2 separate regions of the Cricetulus griseus genome follow, and region 1 is linked to region 2. Evidence: chromatin contacts called from public Micro-C data. All regions are on one chromosome and are shown on one strand. The core of a region is the stretch at or near the end of the contact, and the rest is flanking DNA. Distances in the headings are between cores, read along the strand shown.

What was found. A called contact is a pair of places that touch in the nucleus more often than the background predicts.
Region 1: a contact with region 2 is called in a Micro-C map of the CHO-K1 cell line, with 2.4 times the contacts expected there. The contact joins the promoter of LOC118239062 here to the enhancer-like site in region 2. A contact is called at or near these places in 4 of 8 Hi-C or Micro-C datasets (the CHO-K1 cell line, fibroblasts and liver).

Annotation. Positions count from the first base shown.
Region 1 is chr6:117,634,505-117,638,598 of CriGri-PICRH-1.0, reverse strand. It overlaps LOC118239062 (atherin-like), which reads left to right and starts at 1,308. Exons shown (of 2, transcript XM_035446455.1): 1 at 1,308-2,382. The coding sequence starts at 1,611. The coding sequence ends at 2,132.
Region 2 is chr6:117,595,273-117,599,123 of CriGri-PICRH-1.0, reverse strand. No RefSeq gene overlaps it. Among named protein-coding and RNA genes, the nearest start is that of Trnaa-cgc, 12 kb to the right of the region's middle. Within about 2 kb of position 1,728, at least 2 of the 6 cell types and tissues checked have open chromatin away from gene starts, as enhancers often do. A contact at or near this core is called in the CHO-K1 cell line and fibroblasts, where this site is marked.

The sequences.
Region 1 (4,094 bases), core at 59-2,558, 40 kb before region 2:
TAAATACATTTTTAGGCCACTCATGTCTATTTATGTGTTTTACTAGTCTACCAGCTCACATGAACTACTTTTTAAATATATTGTTGAGTGCAAATAGATATTATGTAGTTAGCTTTAAGAAAACTTTTTCACATGTAAAAGTAAACATGAAATTAAAATTTGAATGATACTTTAATTTGTGCCCTTTGGTCATTGCTTAACTATCACTATGATCTGCATTTGCGAATCAAAAATATGGACTGGGGTTAAAAAGACAACCATACTTACAAACCAAACTTAAAGGCAGTTATGATATTTTATTAATCACCGGGAGATTTAAAAATCTAATATGAAATATTACTAAGCCATTCCAGTAGGATCTAAGCCATGACTTTCAGTACATAGATACTGACATCTTGGAAGAAAAAAAAAGTCTTTATCTCCACAATCATGACTTGGAATAAGACACAGAGAGGGGGGAATGGGGCGCAGGAACTGGTTTGCAGAAAAGTTCTACTGAGGTTTCTTATAGTTCATTATTACTTACAACCGTTTTTCTCAAGAGTTGAAGTAGGATTTTGTTTGTTTTAGGTGGAGAATTTCCAGTAAGTATCTAGACATAGGGGGTTATACTGAAACCATATATCCTGGGAGCCACTTGATTTTCTAGCTTTAAAGTGTGATGCTCTTGAAGAATGCTAGCTGAAACTAACACTCTGGAAGTTGTATTTTCCACCGCTCCATACTCACCTATCAGGTAGAGTGTCAATTTCCAATATCAGTTTGGTTAAACTTTCTCAATTTTGCATGTCTAGAAGTGGGAAAGTATAGAGGGAAGAAGGAAATACAAAAATAGATTTTACAGCCAGAATGATGTGACCGGGGCCCCTCAAACTACCAATAGCTGATATAGAATTTGAAATGTAGCTCTGTAACTCAATTTATACCACAGCAATTGGGCGATGCTATCTTCCTGTTGTTATAACGCATCAGGTCAAGGGATATAAATTGTACCAGGTAATTCATTTTGCTGTTCAGAGAGTCATTAGGTTTCTCCCAGAATATATATGATTGATATCCCTGGAGGTGAAAGGCTAAAGGAACCATATGGCAACATGTTGCATTCCGTATGCTATCTGCCCATCCGTGCTTAAGCTGCCATTAGCAACATCTGTACCTTACAGAAATCCAGCTGCGCCAAGGAAGGCTGACAGAATTGTACTTGGGGGGGAAATCTAGCTTAGCGCCATTAACTTAAGACTTAAAGAGTCTTTCTGGTAGGACGAATGGAAGCTTTCACAATTAGACGAGACGACACAAATGCTTTATTAAAGTTTAATTTTGAACTCCCAATTAGCGAAAGTGCATTACAAATCGATTGCAATTTCCTAGAAGGCACAGCAAGTTCTCAGCCAGCCTGCCTGCCTGCCACGTGCGAGGGGCTGCAGAGCAGCCGGAAGGGCAGGGCTCAGGGTTGGCCTCCGCGGCCCACAAGTCCCTAAAAGTCCCTGCCAGCGCGACAGTGGGCTTGGGCGGGCCAGGATGGGAGCCCGCGAGTGGGGGTCCTGGTCGTCTGTATAGGGGAGACGAGGGGAAGGAGTGGCCGGGGAGGGGCTAGGGAGGCGGACGACATGGTGCCCGAGTCGCGCCGTCCTCTCGGGAGGAGCGTGTTGGGGCTGGTCTCACCGAAGTTTCTCTCCCTCTCTGGCTCTCCACACCCACCTCGGATTCCTGGACCGGCACGGGACACCGTGGGGACAGGAGTCCGGGAAGGGCTGCCCCTCCCGACCCTCCCCGAGCCCCCCCAGCCCGGGTTAAGGATACGTTACCTGGCCGGCGCTCCCGGCCCCAGGTCGCCGCGTCCCCGGGAGCAGAGTGGTCGCGCAGCCGGCTCCAGCTCCTCGTGCAGTCCGGGCGCGCAGCAAGGAGCGCGGACCGCCGAGCTGAGTCCCAGGGCCGAGGCCCGCCACCCCGCGGGGGCGCGGAGCCGAGGGCGGGGGCCGGAGAACGGCCCACGGAGGCCAGCGAGGCGCGCGCTCCGGCCCATTGTCGCCGCCCGCGCGCACCCCGCGCCCTCGGCCCCGGCCAAGCGCGTCAGCGGCCCCGTCAGCCGGGCCGGGCTCCGTGATGCGCGCAGCCAGCGCTATAAATAACCCGCCGCCCGCCCCGGGCGCCCCGCCAGTGACGCCGGACCGGCGGGGAGGAGCGGCCGGGAAACAATGACCCGCTGCACCCTGCCGCCAAGCTGCTCGCTCGGCCCTCCGCCCTCCCCGCCTGGCCGAGGGGTCGTCCCACCCTCCGGCCACCGCCTGGACACCCTGAGCTCAACTCATCACCAAGTTCCTCCCAAGTTGCTTTAAAACCTCTCGACGCTTCTCCGCCTCAACTCTCCCTCCACCACAGGTCCCGCGTGGTTTGGGGTGGGGGGGTTGTAAATTGAGAAGGGAAAATCAAAATGAAGAACTTGACTTCTTAAATGTCTGTGAGGGGAAGGCCATGGAACAATTAAGCGATTGTACCGAAGGCCCAGAAGAAGCAGCAAGGCCTGCTTCCCAGGACTCACCATCTCAGCCAGGGTGTTCTTTAAATCTTTGTGGCCTTCCTGATGGTGCAGCCTGCTGGGATCTTCCCAGTGTGTAGTCTTAAGGCAGTTGGGAGTCCAGTCAAGGCTGGCATTTAAAGGGTCTTTCTCTCTAGGTAAATATTTCTGCAGAGACTTTCATTGCCATCTTCGTCTTCAGTCGTTTCTGTCACGATACTCCCTGATGCATGTCTTATTCATTAAGCTTCCCAGATACAAATGAAGATCAGTTACTCTGCTGGAATTATCAATTTTCAGTCGATTGAGACTGTATTCTTTATTGTTGCATTAATATTGATTGTGTGCTTGTATGTACAAATACATGCACATGGGTGTGGAGGTCAGAAAGAAACTTTCTGGTGTCATTCTCTTCCGCCATGTTGATCCCATGTATCCAATCCTCATGGTCAGCCCTTACTGGCTGAGCCATCTCTCTGGCCTCTAACACATTGGTTCTTCTGAACCGAATGCCTCAGACATAGAAACACTGTTTTCTGGGGTAAATGATATATAGAAAATTTGCAGATCTAGGCAGGGTAATGAAATGATGAGGCATGGACAATGCATTCCAAGAGCTAGAGAAATGGTTCTTAGTCAAAAATCAAGGCAAAGCAATGTAGTGACCCATCACTGTGCTGGAAGATAGAAGATCAGGAAATTGGAGTATCATATCTTCATTGTACCTTTCTGCACCATTTTTATTTGTATGGTTTTCCAAAAAGAACAAATTAGCACCATTTGAACAAAGAACTGGAGTATTTAAGAGAAAATGGTGGCCACTGTTGTTTCACTTGAGTGCTAGTAGAAGTGTTTACTGTCTAATGATGTCCTAGGTCCTTTGTAGCATCACTTTCTTGTGAAAGAAATGAACTGATTTTTTATTACATGGTACACTAGGACTATTCCCTCCTAGTGTTCTTTTTTTCACCTGAAATATAATACATTCTCTAGCACATGGCTCACACCCCGGCAGTGTTCCCATTGACCTTCATAGACAGTCAGAAAGTATGTGTCTTATCCTCCTGTCTTCAGGTTGGTAGGAAAAAAAAAAACTAAGAAAACATAAAAGGGGAAGAAACAAGTTTGGAGCCAAAACATTTGCTTCACATAGACACCACCAAAGTGTGATCACAACTAAAAGTTAACCAATATTTCTTCCAGTTAAGCACATCTGCCTCTCTTTTCCATCAAAAGTCTCCTGTCTTCCTTAAGTCTGCTCTAGGTTCTGCTATTGCTCACAATAGGTATTTTTCTTTGGCCACCATTGTCCTGAAACAGACAGCTACTCCAGTAGTCTTAAGTAAATCATTACTTCTTTTCACTTTTAGTGTGATCTTTTTAAATCATTATCGTTGTCCTGACACTTCTTTTTTTAAATGTTCACATTTATTGATTTAATTGTCTTGTGTGTTGGGGTCTGAGCTGCCTCTTCATGAAGTATGGAGGTTAAAGGGAATCAGTTCTCTCTCCTTTCACCAGGTGGATTTTGGAAATCCATGTCTAGTCCTTAGTCTTGATAGCAACTGCCTTTGCC
Region 2 (3,851 bases), core at 479-2,978:
ATTCCTTCAACCCCTCCCGACTCTAACTCTGGTTCCATAGAGTTGTAGGGAATGGATGTAAGTAAAGGGCTGTGTATTAGTTAGTTTTCTGGTATTTTGCTCTGTTTGGTTGGTTTTGGTTTTTTGGAGGGTTGTTAGTTTTGTTTAGTTTTGTTGTTTTATTTTGAGACAGGGTTTGACTGTGTAACAGCCCTAGCTGTTGTGAAACTAACTCTGTAGACCAGGCTGGCCTCAAACTCACAGAGCTCCACCTGCCTCGGCCTCCTGAGTGCTGTGCTGGGATTAAAGGCGTGTGCCACCACTTCCCGGCTAGTTTTCTGTTTTTGAGATAAACACTATAACCAAGGCAACTTATAGAAAGAAGAGTTTGTTTGGGGTTATGACTCCAGAGGGATGAGAGTCCATCATCTTAGCAAGGCATGACAGCAGAAGCAGAAAGTTGAGAGATGAAATCTCAACCAAACACACACAAAGCAGAGAGTGAACTGCAAGTGGCCTTTGGCTTAAACTCTCAAAGCCTGCCTCCCATGACTACTTCCTTCAGCAAGGCCATACTGCCAAAACAATGCCATCCACTGAGGACCACATGCCTGAGCCTATAGGGAGCAATTCTCGTTTCAACTATTGTAGAGGTTGCCTTTGTAAAGAGGATCCTTTTTGTCCTCTCTAGTACCTTCCCTAAGCTGAGATTCTAATTTGTAGCAACCCTAAGGCAGAGTGGGGCAATAGGATTGGCTTCTAAATTAGAGACTCATAGCCTGTCAAAGACCTTGGTTGATCTGCTAAACTTTTGGAGACCTGCCCCCGACCTCTAATCAATACAGGGAATTTCCTTTGTTTTGGGCATTGCTGTTGGATCTCTCCCACATTCCAGCTTCTTCTGTGTGGTTGGCTGGTATTATAAAAAAGGACCTGATTACCTGAAACAAGGGGCAAAGAGAGAGACAGAGGCAGACAGACACACACACATGCAGACATGTGCATGGGCAAACACACACACACACACAGAGAGAGAGAGAGAGAGAGAGAGAGAGAGAGAGAGAGAGAGAGAGAATAGAGAATATTGTTGTTTAAGCTCAGATGTTGTTCATATGGCTTCTCCCTAGAGTGTCAGTTCCAATAGAGAGATGCAGGGCTAGGGATACCAGGCACAGCCACATATTCTAATATACTAACAAAGGAATATCATGCTTCAGAAATTTACCACACTGATAAGGCCATATGAGGAAGCTACTGCTGTTGTTTTGTTGAGTGGATATTTAAAAATAAAGAAAAAGAAATGTTTACTCTCCCACAAAATCAAAAATCCTCCAAGTGAAAAACTGGAAATGGGCATTGCTTAGATTCCCCAGCAATGCTCTCTTTAGAACATTATCTCTCCCCACAGAGTAAGAAACGGATTTTTCAAAGCATCTAAGCTACCAGCCTAAACAGTTGTGATTGTCCAAAGCTTCCATTGTCCTGACACACTTACCTTTATGAGCACAATTAACTGTGTCTGTTTAACAGTCTTTCCCCTCTAATTAAACAGAGATAGAACTGAGTCAACAGTAGAGTTCTGGAAGCTGACAAACTGAAATGTCAATCAGCTCTGTCCAAAGATATTAGGAAGCTGCATTGATCCTGCATGCTTAAAAGATAGAAAGACCTTTAAATTAGAAGCAGACTGTGGAGGAGCTCAGGAATCTCCCAACTAGACAAATCATGACTCATTTCCCCTCAGGAACTTCTTCTGATTCATAGACTAGACAGTTGAGGCCAAGGCTTGTCCAGATTGCAGGGAGGGAAAGATTTCATGCTTTGGCATTGGTGTTATTTTTGTAGTATCCTATCCTAGCCTTATCCTAATGCAGAGGACATCAGTTGAGCAGGCAGCTACCAGTGCTAGGAGAGCAGATGACCTGGTGGCCTGCAATGATTTGTCACTTCAATCTTCATTCTTGGAGCAGGTGAAGGGAATTCTTTACATACCAGTCACAAAGCATCCTCAGCCTCCATAAAACTTTTGCTTAGCTCAATAAACCCAGATAATGTTGATGTGGGTGAATTGTATGGCATGTAGGTTTGTTTATAAAGCTGACATCTATTTATTTTGGTAGTTCTGAGTATTGAACATAGACTTTTGGTCATGGTAGGCAAATACTCTACAACATCCCCACACCTATATTCACATCCTTTTTGAAACCGTCTTACATAGCCAAGTCTGACTTTGAACTCCTGATCCTCCTGCTTCCTCTTTCAAGAGTTGGGATTATAGGCCTATGTCCCTAAGTGTGGAAAAATACAAGTTCTTGAGAGAGGGTATAGAGGAGGTGGTGGTTCCAGGCAACTGTGTTAGAAGATCATTCCAGATGATGCTGAGGGGATAAGCCCTGCTTTTAAAAAATAGATGTTGGAGTTGGAGATATAGCTTAGTGACAGTTGCCTACCAAGCACCAGCTAAGGGTTCAGCCATCAACATTGAAAAGAAAATTGAAAGAATCTTACAGAACCCATACCAAATTCAAAATAACCAATAAGTAAATAGCCACAAATCAAAAATCATAATTCTAGAGGCTTGCGAGATGTCTCAGTGATTGAGAGCACTGGTTGCTCTTCCAGAGGACACTAGATTGATTCCCAGCACCCACATGTTGGTTCACAACCATCTGTAATTCCAGTTCCAGGGGATCCAAGACCTTCTTCTGGCCTCTGTATTCACCAGGCATGCACATGATGTACAGTTATGTATGCGTACAAAACACCCATCCATTTAAATTTAATTTAACATCATAATTCTATACTTTAATTCTTAATCCTAATAATAAAATGAATTGTATCAATACAATGGCAACCATGATTAAAAAAAAAAAAGTTCACTAAGCCAGGTGTGGCTCATAGTTAAAATCCCAGCATTCAAAGCCAGCCTGGGCCACAGTGTAAAACCTGTGTCAAACCAAAATAAACCATCTTCACTAGAGGGAAGGCAAGAGCCCTGATCATATAACAAGTTACCTGTGCATTTCACAGGCGGCAAACAACTTTCCTCTACACTTTCCTACTGAATCCTCACAAAGACCCGTGACATATTCTGAGCTATAAACACCACATCTACCAATGGGAAAGTGGAGATTCAGCAAAGGGAAGTGTCTTGTCTCCCAAACAACAAATGAAAACTGCACAATTTGATTGGAAACCAGGTCTTCCGACTACTAATTCAGCAGTCTTCACCATCAAAATCTACTGTTAAAAATGTTGCTTCAGCATGGGCATGGCCGCCTTTAACCTTTAGAGCTATTGTTTTTGCACACTTCTGAAGATCTTTTGCTAATGGGATGCAAGACCATCTTTTCTCAATCTGCAGCAATGAAAGAAAATGCACAATTTGATGTATTTCCCTAAATCCTCAGGAATGTTTATGTCTAAAAATCTGGACTCGTATATGTTTGTGGGGAGGTGTGAGTGTGAGTATGAGTGTGAGTGTGCGTGCGTGCGTGCGTGCATGCGTGCATGTGTGTGTGTGTTGAAAGAAAGACAGACCTATCTCTAAGTATTTGTGGAGAGAGGAATAGGATATGATTCTAGTGTGAAATTACAAAATAGAATCACTTACTGATTTCTATGTAAGCTGTTAAAAGAAACTAACATTTATTGGATGCCTATAATTTTATAAATCAGCTTCCTTTATCATTAACCTCTCTCCCATTCTGTCTTTGTCTCTGTCTGTCTCTGTCTCTCTCTCTCCTTCCCTTCCCCTCTCCTCCTCCCCCTTTCTCTAAATAAAAACATTTTCATGCAAGTATATTTCATTGTCTTTAACAAACTTTGCCCAGAAACTATTTTCCTGCTTTTCTTATGCTATGATAAGGTAT